Linked DNA regions of Mus musculus: region 2 is linked to region 1. A link is a contact called in public HiChIP or PLAC-seq data. All regions are on one chromosome and are shown on one strand. Each heading gives the region's core, a stretch centred on a gene start, on an enhancer-like site or on the middle of the called end of the contact. The rest is flanking DNA. Distances are from core to core; before and after follow the strand shown.

What was found. HiChIP or PLAC-seq counts read pairs in DNA pulled down with a chosen protein or histone mark.
Region 2: a FOXA1 HiChIP or PLAC-seq map of pancreatic cancer cells shows a contact between it and region 1. The contact joins two enhancer-like sites. A contact is called at or near these places in 1 of 484 Hi-C or Micro-C datasets (embryonic stem cells) and 1 of 115 datasets of contacts at active chromatin or transcription factors (pancreatic cancer cells).

Annotation. Positions count from the first base shown.
Region 1 is chr5:53,170,391-53,176,077 of GRCm38.p6, reverse strand. Sel1l3 (sel-1 suppressor of lin-12-like 3 (C. elegans)) reads left to right here. Exons shown (of 24, transcript NM_172710.3): 7 at 1,209-1,341; 8 at 3,372-3,504; 9 at 5,581-5,687. Among named protein-coding and RNA genes, the nearest start is that of Sel1l3, 40 kb to the left of the region's middle. Within about 2 kb of position 4,362, at least 14 of the 459 cell types and tissues checked have an H3K27ac peak or open chromatin away from gene starts, as enhancers often do. A contact at or near this core is called in pancreatic cancer cells, where this site is marked.
Region 2 is chr5:53,944,714-53,950,372 of GRCm38.p6, reverse strand. Gm40305 (a long non-coding RNA gene) reads right to left here. Exons shown (of 3, transcript XR_868426.1): 3 at 1-558. Among named protein-coding and RNA genes, the nearest start is that of Gm40305, 20 kb to the right of the region's middle. Within about 2 kb of position 1,597, at least 106 of the 459 cell types and tissues checked have an H3K27ac peak or open chromatin away from gene starts, as enhancers often do. A contact at or near this core is called in pancreatic cancer cells, where this site is marked.

The DNA.
Region 1 (5,687 bases), core at 3,113-5,612:
TGTACGTGGTTTTCCAAATCAACACTAAGGAAGAGAAAAGAGTAAAAACAAAGATGTAGCCAAGCCTTGCCTCCAGCTCTCCCGATTTACTCCAGCCTCTACCTCGTGCCCTATGGGAAAATCGTTTCATTAGTTTATTGAATATATTTCACAGTTTGTGCAAATACAAAAATATCTGCTTACTGTCTCTACACAGATAGAAACTCTTCTCTCTTTCTCTCTCCCTCCTCCCCACCCCCCCCCTCTCTCTCTCTCTCTCTCACACACACACACACACACACACACAGACAAAGTTTCATGTGGCTTACACTGGCCTTGAACTCACAGTAGCTGAGGGTGACCTTAAGTTTCTCACTTACTTCCTCTTCCTCTTGAGTGCTGGAATTATAGAATATACCTAGTTTATGTGGTACTAGGGTGCAAACCCCAGGGCTTTGTGTATGTACCAAGTGAGCCATCTCCCTAGCCCCCACATCTTTGTTTTTAAAGTTAGTAGCACATTTTTTTCCTCCAGGTTTGCCCCCTTTATAATTTACGTAGTAAATAAAGTTTTGCCTGAGGCTGGCCATCCCTCATGAGTAGACACCTGGGGTTTTCCGATCTTGAATACAAATAACACTGCAAGAAGCACCTTTGTGCCCTTTATATACAGCACCTGTTTCATCCCTGTCTCCTTCCGCTGCTTCCAGCCCCTCCCAGCAATCTGGACTTGTGGCAGGCACATCACCTGCTTCTTCCATGACCTTTGGCCTTGCCATAGATACCTCCTTCTCAATGAATTTAACTTCTCATCCTTATCAAACAGCTTAAAATTTAAGTTTCTCCTTAGTCTGCTTTCTGCTTGCCTTTTAGAACAAATATTTCCCAGTATTTCCACCCCACTGATTCTAAACACTATCACAAACAGTAGTAGATATTAGGTGTTTACCTGGGACCAGAGTACATCAAATCCTAACAGTTCACTAAGTGGGGAACTGTCATTTTACAAAGGACAATAGCCTTCAGGGCTTAGATGGTTGGGAGCAAGGATTTATCTCTTCCAGGGCCACCTGACCCTGCAGCGGGCTTAAGTGCTGCAAACCAGACTGAGAAACCTATGGCAACTTGAGTTAGGTCAAGGGGTCTGGGGATGTCCATGACAGAGTCTCTTTGAAGATAACCAGGTCCCAGTCCCCAGGGCTGCCTCAATCTTTTGTGCTCCTCTCTAGCTTCCATGAAGACTTCTATTATAACGACACAGCTGGCTACTTCATTATTGGAGGGAGCAGGTACGTGGCCGGCATCGAAGGGTTTTTTGGACCGGTGAAATACTATCGCCTCCGCAGCCTACACCCGGCACAGGTGAGCCTTGGGGATCAAGAAGTTTGCCAGGAGTGTGTGTGTGACAGTGGGCCACTGGGAGCAGGAAACACAGTGTAAACAAAAGATTTACCCAAGCGGACTGAACCATGCGTGGGCTCAGCCACCAAACATAATTAATATTGAGGCTTCCCCTGAGCCAGCCCAATAATAGATTTCTGTTACCGTGCGGTTCATTTAGTACTCATAAAATGGGAACCATTTACTTCCTCTGTTTTAATAACTACTAGCTTAATTATAGAGTAGATTTTTATCAGGCTGTTGCCTATCCAGTGATTAAGCTAATGAAAGGAGAGAATCTTAGTTATTTGGTAAAGCTTCTTTTCTACGCTATTATTTAAAGTATCAGAAGAAGCAATACTCCAGCAAATTAAAGCCCCATGCCAGCCAATCTTTCACTCATCCTCACAGAAGCCCTGCCTCAGCTCATGCTGGGATGGGCAAGCCACAGGGAGCCATATTCAGGAGGGCTTTGGACCCCAAGGCAATTTACTGTACCCAGGACACACATCCTAACATGCCCACGGAGGACTACTGCAGCCATTCCAGTAAAGGACTCTCGGCTTCCTACCACACAGCCTCAGAACAGTGCCTTCTCATCCCTGCTAAGGAGATGGAGGACCCCACCAGATGCCTGAGAGAGAGTTGTCCTCTCATTCCCTTGACCCCGTGGAGTTCAGGCAAAGACACAAGTACAAGTAGGAAGCCCGATTCCCTCCCTCCCTTTGAGATAACTGGGAAAAGAAAAATCACAGATCCACTTGAGCAGTAAATGCTTCAGAGTGCCTACTGCATGCCAGACCGGAGCAGAGAGGAGAAGCAAGAAAGATGGGTTAGGCTGAGCTTCAAACATTCCACCGCTCTGGCATGTAATGGTGGTGCACACCGGTAATGCCAGTGGTCGGCAGTTCGGGGCAAAAACGATCAAGAGCTCAAGGTCAAGTTGGATCAGCCTGGGACATAGGAAACCCTGTCTCACAAAAACAAAACAAAAATATTTTTTGGTACTGGGGCTCAAATACCTTTGAGCTTTCTTTCAGCTTTAGACTCTTTCCTTTCTTAAAAACATTTTTTAAAAAAATTGGGGGGTGGGGGGCGGACAGGTTTTTCACAAAGTTGTCCAGGCTAGCCTTGAACTCACTCTGGAGTTCAGACATGCTTTGAAATTTTGATCTTCTTGCCTTAGGCTACTGACTAGTTGTAATTACAGATGGATGTCAACAGACCCAGCTTTAAATGATGTTTTGAAGATACTCTGATTAATAGAATGAACAGCACACACACATACATACATGTATTCATATATGAAAATAAAAATAATTTTACTAAGAATACCTCCTCCGCCTCCTCTAATGTGCTCTGAAGTTTTGGATCCTTCGGTATAAAAAACAAAAGAAACCACTGCTGGTTATGACCCAGTGAGCCCATCTCGTGAACCTCTCTTGGGTCCAGACATGCATTTGAAAACAGAGTTAAGATTAATTCCCCCAGTTCCAAGAGGCTTGCTCTTTGGGACTTTGGCCCAGTTCACTTACTAGGTCACATGACACGAGTTAATTTCCACAAGCTTGGGCTCACCGAGGTGCATGGGTGCATCTGGCCACCGTTGAGCCTGCAGGAGTTATGCTTTGGAGCAGTGGCCCTTCACTGGCTCCTGCAGACTGAGGCTGCTGCAAAGCAGAAGGAAACAGAAGGACGGCCTCAGGTGGCGGGCACACCTTGGGTAGAATTAACATTTGGAAATGGAGATGAGTGCAGTTTTCTAGGGACTACACGTGGAGGGGACAGGTCTCCACTGACATGGAAGAAGCTTTGCAGATGAGAAGGTAGCACACAGGACGCTGGACTGGCATGCCTCGAATTGATCCAAAGGGCACTGGTTTGCATATCCAGGTGGGATGGTAGCCAGTGATGTCATAGAGGGAACTCAGACAGCTGAACACACCTAGTCCTACTAGCCAGAGGACATTTGATGATGATTGAAGTTCATGCAATTTCTTACCCTCCTGCAGGTTCTTAATCCCTTCCTTGAGAAGGAACTGGCTGAACAAATCAAGCTATACTATGAGCGGTGTACTGAGGTCCAGGATATAATATCCTCGTATGCTGCAACAGTCCAGGTTGGGGGTGAGAGGCGAGAGACATGTAAGTACGGAGCTCTGGAGGGCATATTTAAGCTTTGCATTTGCATTGACATGTTTAGCTTTGCTTGGGGCGAGGGAACTAAAATAGAAACATCCCACGAACCTCTTAGCCCAGATACCAGCAGGGTCAGGTGTAACTCAAGGCTTCCAAAGACAGATGGGGACCAGCATGTGCGTTCTGCCTTGATCCTTACCCCACCCAACCCCACAAAGCACCAGCAACCGCCATGAACGAAAACTGGTGTCAGCTCCCGCCATACCTGCTCGATCTTATTTAAGAATACAAAGGAACCTTGCCTGGTGTTCTTTCTACCTAGATGGCATGCCTAAAAGAAAAGAAAATGCATTGGAAAATATAAATTAATCACTAGAAATTATTGTACACATTAGTGTGCTTTTGTCTTGGACCATTAATATCTGAACAGTGACTTTGCTGGCTGGGGCCCTGTTTTATTCTCAAACCCTCAGATCAGCTCAGGGAGGCACCAGGAAATTTGGCAAAGGAACAAATCTCAAATAGACTGCGTTCGCAGGGCTCACGTGGCCCAGACTCTCCTTTCTCACCCAGGGTGTGGACGGAGCTGAGTCCCGTCTGGTCTCCTAGGGTCCCAGCTTTTCTCCTAGAAAAGCCAGCCTTATATGCTAACCTGTTTGGTGGCATCAGGGAGAGTCTCCTAAACTTGTAAATTTTTCTGTGCTTTAGATATCCATGTTTGATGTGGTGACACGGCAGTTAGTCACATATGTTCCTTCTGGAAGATAAATTCCTGTGGGGTATTTGTCATCATCAAGAGCTAGTTCAGTATCTCAATCTTGCCTTGTGCAGCTCATGCCTCCTCCCCCCCTTAGGGGAGCTTCCAGTTCCAGGCTAGGGAAGGAGGGGCCCATAGATGGACCTAAGTCATGCCCCAGTCTGACAGGGTCACATAGTGGTGGGAGTGGTGGCTGGTCAATCTCATATCAGGCTGGAGAGGTAGCTAGGTATGGAAAGGCATCTACTACCAAGCCTGACAGCCTCAGTTCAATCCCTGGGATCCGTGTGATGGAAAAGGAGAACTGACTTCTCAAAGTTGCCCTTTGATCTCCACTTGAGCCGTGTAGAACAGACAGGATCCCCCATCCTAAGCAAAAATCGAATTTAAAAGCAGATGATCTTGCACTGAGATGGCTCAGTTGGTAAAGTATTTGCAAGCATGAGGGCCTGAGTTCCATGCCGAGAACCCGTATAAAAAGGCTGGATATGATGTCACTCACCCGAAATCCCAGTTCTGAGGAGATGGAGACTAAGGCTTGCTGGTCAGCCAGGCTAGCCTCACTGACAGCTAGCTGGGCTAGCTCCAAGACGATGAGGAACCACACCTCAAAGGCTAAAGGATGTTTCTGGGAAGGACATATACCAAAGGTTGTCCCCTGGCCTCTCTGTGCATGTGCACATGTAGATGCATGCCCACACACGTGTGTCCCCTCGCCATATACATGCAGGTACAGAAAATGTAAAAGGATACGCTCTCTTAATCTCCAGCTGCGCTTAACGCTCACTGAATCATACAAAGATGTACAAAGACAAAGATGCTGCCAGGAGAGGGGGCAGACGCACAGGAATAGTAATGTCCCAAAGAGGAAACTCATTTGGATCATTCCCACAGCACTGGGAGTGAGACCCTAAAGGCCAGCCCTCTATGCCGACCTGTTTGGTGGCATCAGGGAGAGTATCCTAAAGTCTCCAACCTCCTCACCTCCTGGGGGGCTCTAGGGCCTTGTTCTTCAAAACACAAGCCAGAAAAAAAAATGGCCTAGATTATTAGCCTCCTGGGGGCAAGTCAGAGGGCAGCTGCTCATTCTGTAGAATTAGGCAACAGCCATCAGCATCCTTGGCGCGTTTCTCTTGGACTTGCTTCCAAATGCTGCCCCCAAGGCAGAGGTGTAATGGCCGTTTTCAAATTCCCGAAAGACCCAAGCCAAATCCAGGCATATTAAGCCTGCCCTCCCATCCCAAGTTCCCCTGAGGAAGGAGAGCTTTTAGAAGGATAAGGTCATTGCCGCTCCTGAGGGAGTGATGTCTTCTGCTTCCGTGTAGGTGACTTCCATAACTCCTACCTGGACCTCAAGCGCAAGTATGGGAGAGCCGAGGTGTGCAGAGGCTTGCCCTGGGAGAAGGAACTGAGAGACAGGCACCCCAGCTTG
Region 2 (5,659 bases), core at 348-2,847, 780 kb before region 1:
GCAGTCTAAACACAGCCCAGAGTGTGGAAGGGAAGCAAGGCCAGATGCTAACACGCTGTGAGGGATTCGAAAGCCAAAGCAGCAAAGCTGCTGTCTCAGACACACCCAAGAGGGCGAGGGAAACTAACACAGGCATCCAAGGACCACAGCATCTCCAAATGGGCAAGCACAAAGCAGTGAAGCCCTCCTGAAGCCCAGCTGGGCATCCCAGTCATCTTGTTGACCACTTGGGTTTCAGCACAGAGTGTCAGTACACTTGGCTTTAAACAATGCTTATTCCCCTTTAGAGTCAGAGTAGGCTATCTGGGATAACTGCAGAGTGGGCTTTCCTTTAGAGCTTTCGCATTCCTTTATAGTTTCTAGGGCATTTTCACATATACCCATCGGCTTCGTCATTGCAGCATGCTCTGAAAAAGGCAAGACTGGCCTCTTCTTCCAGATAGGACAACTATGGACTAGAACACGAAGTGACTCTCCAAAGGCAGCCAGTCTTTAAAGGCATGTCTCTTGAACCCAGCCCAGTGCACTTCAAGGGCTTGAGCGCAGATTCATCAACTCCTATTGAGAGCAAAGTGATAGAGTACAGATGCAGAAGGAGCTAGAGAGGACCCTGGACAATCAGATGTGGTCATGCATGGCTAACCATCCTCCAACTTTCATAAAACTGCAACATCCTAAAAAATGTCTACTGCTATAATTAATTTGAAAATACTATATATAGACTCAGCCCATTAATCTGTTGTGTGTCTTACCTGTTCTGGAATTCAGAGTATTTTTTTTAATTCTAGAATGATACAATGTCTAACAGTGTACTTAAAGTTTCTGTTATCTTCTCATCAGGGTATAGAGGTAAAACCCTGTAATAAAACACACTGGTATTTTGGTTACAACAGATATGTAAAAATAATTACTTGGAGATAAATATTGACTCTAAATAAAGTCCCATTATTTCAGGTCAGTGTTTGCTGCCACGTGAATTTTGATGCTAAAGTTGTCCCGTAAATTGGCTTTAGAGCTTTTAGGATGCTGGGATTGGGGGTGAGGGATGTTTGAGCAGTGTTTGAACCTTCTAGGACTGTGTAGTCTTTTGTGGCCATCTTCCTGAATGCTGGCCATTCTAAACGCTTATTTTACTAACCGTTTTTTACATAGACAGAATTTTATCCATTCCTGAATTCTATAAAAATGAGAATTTACCTTCTAAAGTTTTCAAAATGTATGAGTCAAAAGATAGAAGAATGGGATACTTCACTTTATAACAGGCCTCTGTCCTGGAAATGAGTCACCAAGGGTTCTTTTAGAGCCAGCGTCCTGGTGGTGAGGGTTTGGCTTTGGGAACAGAAAGGTGGAGCTGCCCTTTTCCTGAGTAGCTGTGAATGCTCTGGAAAGCACACCCCGAAAGTGAAGAGGGCACCTCTGGGTCTTCACCCTCTGAGGTGTGGAACTAGTACCTCTGTGACTTAGCCAGCTATGGCTTCTTGGAAGTCAACGAGGACCTTTGGTAGCAGTTCCACTGGCAAGCGTCCTCACTCTGTAAAGCTCTGAAAACTCCAGTTCTCAGAAGGACTTAACAGGAAGCCTCGCCCAGTAGCAGAGGAAGCTGAGGAAGGAAGGAAAGATGGCAGGGCTGGGGGAGGGGCAGCAGTCTAAACAATGAATGAAGTCATGGCCTTGGAACTCTATGTGGTCAACGACACACCCCACTTGTGTGCCCCACTGGTCCAGAAGCTCAGTACAGCATCTTCTCTCTTGCTGGCCTGGCTCACTTCATTCTCAGGTTGGCCTAGAAATGTCCTCAGGGTCCTTGTCACTGGAGACTTCCTTTCCCTGTTCCTCTACACCTCCTCCAGTCTTTCTACTTAGCTTTCACCTCCTTCGTGACCTTCAAAAAAAAAAATCATTGCTTGTCTCTTCCTTAGGAAGTAACTGCTGTCATCTTCCCACGCCATCAACCCACGAAGTAGTTTACAATTTCCTCAGAATATCCACTGTATTTTATTCCTTAAGCAGGACCCTTTTATTCCTTCTACAGAATTAAATGGTTTTTTTTATTTACTAGATTGTTTTATCTATCAATCAAGCACTTATTCAAAACAAAAACAAAAACTGCCCTGTGTGTACAATGCTGTGTTGGGAATTTGTGGATAAATAAGGAAGTTTCTGTATTCAGGAGTTTACAATCCAGTGGAAGAAAAACGGGCACCATCAAAACAGGATTCACACCTCTCAGTTTTGGTGTCTGATTGTTGAAAGGTGGTCAGGGAAGACAGAAACCTTTAAGACGAGTGAGAGGCAGATGAATGTATGGCGGGTGGGTGAAGGCTATTCCCAGCAGAGAGAACAGCATGGCAGAGGGCCAGAAACTTGACGAGCAGACAGTGTTCCAAGAACTGCCTATAATTGAGTGTGGCTGGTGGATAGAAAGAAGGCAAATCAGAGGGTTCTGGGGAAGGGGAGGGGGAACGGACTGTGAACAGAGGCCTTGAGCATCAAGGGTTTTAATGGCCCTTGCAAAGGAATTCAGTCAGTTTAAGATTCCTGTGGGGCCTGTTTGGAAGGGGCTGTCATTCAGGCCGGAGGCTTCTTGGTTTGAGTTCTCACACAGCACAGTCTGAGACAGAGTGTCCTAGGCAGGTGGTTTCATTAGGAAGTGATCCTGGGACAAGCTGTCAGAGCCGTGCCTGCTATGGTTTGGGTGTGCACCTTCCTTATGCAAAGGTATATAACATCCCTGGGAGGTGCTGTGGGCCTTTAAGAAGCAGTGCCTCGTGGGAGGTCCTTAAGTCGTTGAAGGTGTGGGCTGTGAAACCTCATTCTTTTCTTCTTTTTCTGGCTCACTGACATGCTGTCATGATCTCCTGCTATCTATGTCTGGAAACTTCAGTAGAGGCTCAAAATAATTGGGTTGCCCAAGCATCGATTTGAGCCTCAAAAACTCAGGGCTAAACATGCTTTCATTTCTTCATTAGTATGTGTTAGGTATTTGTTGTGTCACTACAGACATGGCTAGTGGAGTGGGGGGTAGCGGTAGGTCAGGAAGTGATTCAGGATCAGGAGGGCTGGCAACTCAAGATATACCAGCAAGTAGCTTGTTGCTGTGAGGAGCTCAAGTCAGACCTCTGGAGAACTGTAGAAGTGCTTTGGACTCATCCTCGCCAGAATCAAAATGGCCCAGGAATCACTCACCAGGTCCCCTCCACTTTCCATTGAAAGCTGTTCTTTTGGGCCTGCCCTGTGTGACACACTCAGGAGAAAACCCCCTCAGACCATCATAGATGCTTGAAGAAGCCTTGGCTGGTGATAGGGATGTGGGCAGGACCTGAGCGTCTGCTACATATCTGGTTCTGCAGACAGGAGCTCATGGAGGGTTTAGGATCTTCACTATTGTAATGAGTCAGGGAAGGAAAGACGTGGTTACACTTCAGGGGATGACGGAAGAGAATGTGATGAAGGGAAGATTCACGGAGGTGTGGGTAGGCTGGCAGAGCCACAAGGAACAGGGGGTGCCCCTTACGTTAACACCAGTGGGAGGCCAGTCAGCTGCTGCTGCTATGCTGCCCCATCGGAAGAGGCGGTGCCCCACCTTCTCCCTACTCAGGTGGGGCAACTCTGCGGCTGGTCCTGTTTTCCAGAGCTCTGAGCCCGGCTGCTCCTCTACGCAAATTCATGCCCATCTGTATGCCTTGTGATGTTACCCTCCTTTCTCCTAACCCACCTCCCCACTCCCCTGCACCATCCTTCCCAGCATCACCTCCCAGTTAACCTACTTGGTGCACAAAGGTGAGCACTGCACTGGAGTCAAGAGAAAGAGGTTGCTCAATAAGGGTGTCACTTAGATAGAAAACTGCAGCGCTGCCAAGTTACAGCTTGGGTGGCAGGAAGCTGAAGGCAAAAAAACACTCTGTGCCTTTTCTTGTCCAGTTCCTCAGCCTTGGGTACTAAGAGCCAGAGGACAAGGAAGCCCCAGGACATGCTTGGTCCAAGAGAAGCATCTCCTGGGGCACTGAGGAGGGAGAGACGGGGAAGACAGTTGGCAATGCCCTTCTTTCACACTAGAGTGTGTCTTTGTAACCTCCCCATCTCCAGACATGTGCCAGAAAACACAACTTCATGAATGCACCAAGTTACTCAACAGCACCTTCTGTCTGTGGGTTTTTAATCACTCAGTCTTCACTGGCCTCAACATAGCTGGATCATACGGGCAGAGAAGGTGTTGATAGCCATTCTCTACTGAGCCAGGGCCTGAACCTTATCTGCCTTCGCAATCAAAGTCAAGTGTTCACTTCAGAACATCATGTGTTCCCAACAGACAGAAAGGGATTGCTACTGGGCAATGAGTGAGTCATTCAGGTCACCCTAATATCTTTATAATAGTTCAGATTATAAATTATTATCAATTTATGAATTATAAATTATTTGCAGCCAGAAATCAAATGCTTGATTTCCACAGATCATGCTTAGCCTTAAATTTCTTAATTTGACAATGACCAGAGTTAATGTGAGACTCTAAATGGGACCTAAGGTGAGAACATCTTACCTCATTAGCCAGAAGTTCACACCAGTCTCTACGGGGAGAAGGAGGCTGACGCAAATCAAATTGTTGAGTCCCAACTGCACATATGCTAGCATTTCACAGCCAGACAGATCAGGGTTATCTTGTGAAAGCTTACACAGCTTGATAGGGTGGACCCAGGAATGGCATATATGTCACAGTGACTCATGTCACCATCTTTTGTTTCAATATAGGTTTCTGATAGAGCACTGCCCAGAAAGTCACACTATGTATGTCAAGAAACACAACAGAAGTGATAAGCATCCTTAGAGGGATCATTTCAGAGCCTTCACAGTGTGAGGATGCTTCTTGCAGTGCTATGACATCTGCCCTACTGTCACCAGCGGGCTCTTGGGTGATGGCACCTGGCATCAGCAGCTGGCTTGTGAGCCCTTGTTCACTGCACAACCTTGGGGAAGTTGATCAAGCCCCTATAACTCAGTTTCCCCATCACCAAATTGGAGTGAATGGTCACTCTCAGGGTATAATAAGCACGGAATGAAATCAATGGTGCCAGGAATGGAGTAGAAGTTCGGTAAAAACCAAATGTGACCATTTGTTTTGGTCTGCATCACCCCTGTCCACCTGATAGTTTTGTTGAAAAATGCCCTCAACCCATAGCTTGCCACACCAAATACAGGGTTCACCAGGGGAGGTCAAGCAGTATGGGAAGAGAACAGAGGCGAGAAGGAGATGGGGCAGGGAGGGGTGCTGCAGCAGCTGGGTGCTTTTTGTGCCTTGAATGAATGGCACTACATGTGGATAGGACCAAATGAACTGGCCAGACAAGTGGCATGTTGAGGGTGCAGAGTCTTGACAAAAGCATAATTTCCTCTGTGGTTTCTCTAAGCTATTTTTGCCTTTGCCAAATGACCCCCTTGGGAAGAAGAGCTCTCTTTCTGTCTCTCTGTCTCTCCCTCACTCCCAGCTTCTCTCCAAAGTTTGAGAGGGGAAGTAAGTTTCCCAGGAGAGGGTGGGGCAGGAGATGGGGCACATTGTGAGCCCAGCAGCAGAGAGTCAGGCACTTGGAATCTTCCAGACAATAGATGGCATGATATGAGTTTGGTTATGAAAGAATGTCCTTTCTCCTGGGCAGAGGACACCGTC